Linked DNA regions of Ovis aries: region 1 is linked to region 2. The links are chromatin contacts, called in public Hi-C maps. All regions are on one chromosome and are shown on one strand. The core of a region is the stretch at or near the end of the contact, and the rest is flanking DNA. Distances in the headings are between cores, read along the strand shown. Region 1 overlaps PHLDB2 (pleckstrin homology like domain family B member 2). Region 2 overlaps PLCXD2 (phosphatidylinositol specific phospholipase C X domain containing 2).

The links. A called contact is a pair of places that touch in the nucleus more often than the background predicts.
Region 1: a contact with region 2 is called in a Hi-C map of liver, with 4 times the contacts expected there. The contact joins two enhancer-like sites. A contact is called at or near these places in 8 of 16 Hi-C or Micro-C datasets (hypothalamus, liver, mesenteric adipose tissue and 4 more).

Annotation. Positions count from the first base shown.
Region 1 is chr1:177,682,718-177,685,417 of ARS-UI_Ramb_v3.0, reverse strand. It overlaps PHLDB2 (pleckstrin homology like domain family B member 2), which reads right to left. Exons shown (of 17, transcript XM_060417608.1): 14 at 2,172-2,318; 15 at 1-17. Among named protein-coding and RNA genes, the nearest start is that of ABHD10, 14 kb to the left of the region's middle. Within about 2 kb of position 1,412, at least 3 of the 54 cell types and tissues checked have an H3K27ac peak or open chromatin away from gene starts, as enhancers often do. A contact at or near this core is called in liver, where this site is marked.
Region 2 is chr1:177,435,106-177,437,805 of ARS-UI_Ramb_v3.0, reverse strand. All of the region lies in intron 3 of PLCXD2 (phosphatidylinositol specific phospholipase C X domain containing 2), which reads right to left. Among named protein-coding and RNA genes, the nearest start is that of PHLDB2, 14 kb to the left of the region's middle. Within about 2 kb of position 1,350, at least 26 of the 54 cell types and tissues checked have an H3K27ac peak or open chromatin away from gene starts, as enhancers often do. A contact at or near this core is called in liver, where this site is marked.

The DNA of each region.
Region 1 (2,700 bases), core at 163-2,662, 250 kb before region 2:
CGGGTCAGAGGTCGAGCCTGGAAATGCACAAGCCCATCTAATCTATAGCTCTTTGTTTGGTTTTAGGTCACAGATGTTTATGAACTGAAAAGCCTAAGTGTTCAAACGTCCATGCAATTATGAGAACTTAAACACTGTCATTTGGAATCGAAAAAGTGGATGGCATTTAAAGAAAAATGTGATGGTATGGGGAGGGGGGGATGCGAATAAATTCAGGCCAACAGATTCTATTCCTTGAAAAGGCCAGATGAAAAAATGGAAACATGTCATTTACCTTAGTTTTAAAAGAGGTATTCAGCACTTAAAACTGGGAAGGGATTTCCCTGGCGGTCCAGTGGTTAAGACTCCATACTTCCAGCACAGGGGGCATGGCTTTGATGCCAGGTCGGGGAACTAAGATCCCATATGCCGCTTGGCACGGCAGATAACAAGACAAAAACATAAGGAAATAGGGCATGAAGTTCTCTCGGCTGCTTCTTTCAGAGGAGGGCTCCTCCACTGTAATGTTCCCAGGAGTTCTCCCTGCCACAACCTCAACAACAGTTCTCCTTATATAACCTCAGGCATGATGTAACTGACTGAACGTCATTTAGTAAGTACAGCCCCCACCAGATGCCCCAAGCATATATGTATGTACATGCTGATTTTCGTGTACTCTCTGATAGAAACTGAAGGCAGAGGTGTTCTGAAAGGCAAAGTTAAAATAAGATAAGAATGTGGAATGAAAGCTGTACCCAATGAGTAGTCCGGGACCAGGCAGAGAAGTCTGTCATTGATGTCTTTAAGTTTACTACAGCTGGACACGACTGAGCAACTTCCCTTTCACTTCTCACTTTCATGCACTGGAGAAGGAAATGGCAACCCACTCCGGTGTTCTAGCCTGGAGAAGCCCAGGGACGGGGGAGCCTGGTGGGCTGCCGTCTATGGGGTCGCACAGAGTCAGACACGACTGAAGTGACTTAGCAGTAGCAATAGCAATAGCTGGAGCAGAGGTTCATCTAGACTAGGTCGCGCATGTCACCAGCTGGAGCAGAGGTTCATCTAGACTAGGTCGAGCATGTCACCACGAGTAACATTTCTAAACCGGTCTCATATTTTATGCCGTTAGACTACCCCACCCTTTGTCCTGGGGGAACATAACCTAATCATATACTTGGAAACAAAACTAATCTTTGAGATTAAAATAGAATTGTGCCTTTGGTTTGGCTTCAGATACCAAATAGTCATGGATGACCTTTCCAGCAAACCGAAATGTGCCAGAGGTTTGGCATAAGGAGATAAAACGAACACGCTTTCCTTGGATTTTCCCTTTATTTTGCCTTTGATTCTGTGGTACTCTGACTCTAGACAGGTGCCACAGATTAAGGCAAGTCTCTCACTGCTGAACTTCAAACTGCCAGCAACTGGAAGGAATAAGGGAAGGAACTGGTACCTTTTATCTTTAAATCTAGTAAGCCTTGGTAAAGCTGACTTGACCTTTAAATTACATGGTACTTAAAATTTTACTTTAGTTTCTCCGGAAACATACATTATGTAAGCAGTTCTAGTGACAAGACCAAACTCCACGATGACTGAGACAGGAAGTTAAACAAAGTGGGTGGTTCTCCTGAGTTTAGCAATCCTGTGCCCATGTGTGTGGACTGGCAGCACTGTGATAACACAGTGTGGTTAGGAAAACAATTCAAAATATTAATTATTGATTAAATTCCACCATTAAAATTAATTTAAAATGAATTCCACCATAAATATTAATTCCACCAGCAAGGAACTGGGCTCGTTATTCTGTACTGGAGTGTCTGCTTCCAAAAGATGACAGAATCTCTTTTTCTCAACTCAGTTTGGGTGTTGTATTTGTTTCTAGAAACGAATCTAGCTGAACTTTCAAAGTCGCTCAAAAAAAAAATTCTTTTTAAATATACTCCAAAAAATGGGTTCCCATGAAAATGTTCCACGCTTAACTAAAGAAAAATGTTATTTTGTTAGTTGTCCCCAATGAATTCTGAAATAAACACACTTTTTTTTGGCCTAATAACATCTTTCTCTTGGCCATTAGAAGCCAAAAGCTAATGGGCAGCACAGCCACAGGCATCCTCAGACACAGCACGACCGTCTTCTAAAAAATGACCACCAGGGGGCAGCCTACTCCAGCCCATCCAGATTGACCGACCCACCTGGGCCCTTTGTTTCTCCCTTATCTTCACTTCCTTTTCAATTAACTTCTGCCTCTGGCTAGTTTCTTCCTGCAGCCGTTTTTCCAGGAGTTCTCGACGTCGTTTTTCTTCTTCCAGAGCGCGTTTCTTGGCTTCCATTTCTCGTTCCTAGGTATCATTATGCAGAAGAAAATTTCAAACATACTGGTTATACTCGAATAATTCCAATGCATATATATCTAAATCTCACTGGGCAATTCCTAATTTTATAGCTGAGGTTCTTACAGTGTATAACCAAGAGTAAAACATCCATAATCATTGCTCACAGAGCTTTCAAATCATTCTGTGCAGAAATGCAGCCACTACATAAAGTTAACAATGGAATATTAAGTGAAACCCAGCTTGTGACTCTTCAGTCCTTTCATACTAATGACCCCAACTCTCCATTTTTAATACAAAAAGGTTAATTGTGACCCAACACTAGTCACAGCTTTTAGCCTTTCTTTGATGGCTGTGGGTCCTTCCAATTCCTGTTGTTGCTCTGCGGCTT
Region 2 (2,700 bases), core at 101-2,600:
TCTCTTGTTATAATTTGAGGACTTCCTATGTGAAAGCCAGAATGTTATGTCCAAAGAAGCTCAGAATTCAGAGATGTAAACAAATGATGACAGTTTAATGTGATAGTTCCTACTAGCAGTAAGTGTAAACACCATGGGTGGTATAGAGGAGGGAGTAACGAAGCACTAAGTTTTACATTATGGTAAAATGGCTCACTAAGTGCTTGCAACCTTGAAGATGCTGCAAGGAAGACACAAACCAGGGCTAATGTTTGGGTAAGAGACTGGAGTATTTTTAGGAAGGATTTTCTCTAGGTAAAATCTGAAAATAAACTGAGTTTATTTCTCAATGGGCCCATTTCTCTTCTTTTGGTAACACTGTCCTTGGTTGTCACCTTCTCGGCTCCTTGATCCTGGGAAGCTGCTCTCCCTCTTCTGAGCACACAGCCGACTTCTCAGTCTCCCCCAGGCAACCCTGTCAAGGCCATGCAGCATTTTGTCTTTTTCTTTCTTTCCCTTTTATCCTGACAACTACAGTCAGTTCTGGGACTCTACAATCAGCCATGGGCTAAAACACATCTCATATATTGATTTGCATTTTTAGATTCATAGCTGATTAGGACTTAGTAGGCCACTATCACAGGGGTACTTCCATTTTTAACTGGGACTCCTGAAGACTTAGTAACACCCTTGATTTGACTATAACCTATTCAAAGTCTCTGTGGCTCAGTCTCTCCCCCAGTAAAATGGGGACCATAATAATACTTCATATAGATTTAGGGGGCATTAAATAAAGTAACGGGGGCTTCCCAGGTGGTGCTAGTGGTAAAGAACCCGCCTATCAATGCATGAGAAATGCAGCTTTGATCCCTGGGTCAGGTAGATTTCTTGGAGGAGGGCATGGCAATCTACTCTAGTATTCTTGCCTGGAGAATCCCATGGACAGAGGAGCCTGGTAGGCAACAGTCCATAGGGTCGCAAAGAGTCAAACATGACTGAAGCAACTTGGCACAGCACACACAGCAAAATAAAGTTGGCACACATAGTAATATAGTGTAAAGTGCTTAGACGAGGGCCTGGGATATAATAAGTACAATGTAAGTATTGGGAGAAGGAATCATAATAGTAGAGAGATTTAAGGGTGGAGGTAGGAAAATTTCCTAAAGCACAAAATGCTGTGTCCTGAGAGGGGAGGGTCACAAATGCAGTCTTCCTTTGGAGGCAGAGATCTGGAACAAGGAGTGGCCCACAGGAAGGCCACAGCAGCACAGAATCTGATGCATTCAAGCTTTCTTGGGGAAAAAAAAAAAAAAAAAAACACACCACCCGCTTGTCTGTATTTAAGGATGAAATGCAGGTGCCACCTTCTGGTCATCACGGGGAAATGAGAATTAAACATCTGGTGGAGGCACGTCGGCTGACTCAAGCCAGAGCCAACAAAGAGCTCTGTGTCACCTTTGGGTTCACGTGGCAGCCTTCCCCAGGGCACGGATCAGATAACCAGGACTGCGCACAAAGAAAGGGGGATGCAGAACCCACTGTGAGCAGGAGCTGCTTCATTTTCTTAACTCTTAGCCTTCCCCAGGGCCTCTTTACCAAGAGATCAGTGCAGACGGCTGAGCCACATACTGCTTTCGGTCCGTGAGGCACTGAATCTCACAGGCTGCAGAGCAGCTCAGAAATGTCCCTCTGGCTTTCTACCCACTGAGAGCAAGGCTGGTCCATTGTGGGGATGGGCTTGGCAGGCCTGTTTTGGGCCAGGCGCTGTGGGAGGCACTTTCCTGTTAAGACTCCACAATCTTGTGCGGTGTTACTAAACCCACTTAACTGGTGAGAAAAACCACAGCTCAGAGTGAGTCCTCAGGAAACTTGTCAAAGGCAGCCTGTTGTAAAGGGACTGTGTTAGTTGTTCAGGGCTGCTGTTAAGAAAATGTTTGAACACCAGAACTTTATTTCCCCACAGCTCTGGAGGTCCAAAGTCCAAGATGAAGGTGTTGGCAGTTCTGGCTTCTCCTGAGGCCTGCTCCTTGACCTGAAGACAGCCACCTCCCTGCATCCTCACAGGGGCTGTTCTCCGTGCACACCCATCCCCAGGGTCTCTGCATATCCTAATCTCCTCCTCTTACGAGGACACCCGTCAGATTGGGTCACGGCTCACCCAAAGGGCCTCATTTTAAGTTAACTACCTCTTTAAAGCTTCTTTCTCCAGATACAGCCACATTCTGAGGGACTGGGGGTTACGATTTTGACATGTGAATTTCCAGGGAATGTGTGCTCAGTCATGTCTGACTCTGCAGCCTCATAGACTGTAGCCCACAAAGCTCCTCTGTGTATAGGATTTTCTAGGCAAGAATCCTGGAGTGGGTTGCCATTTCCTCCTCTGGGGACTAAGATATATCGAGCCAATAAGATAAAACAATCTTTATTTTTAAAGACTTCCTCTCCCGTGTAAGTACAACTCTCTGCACAGACTTCATCATAGAGAATCCCATGGACAGGGAGCCTGGAGGGCTACAGTCCATGGGGTTGCATAGAGTTGGACATGACTTTCACTTCACTTTTTTCAGTGTTACACGGAAATTTACATGTTTATTTTTCCTCACAGAATGTACACCTGTGGGGGCAGAGACTAGATTATTCATCCTGTGTCTCTGGATCTAGCTCCTATTCATCACTGAATAAGTAAATAAATAATATTGCTCTACAAATTTACCAAAGGCA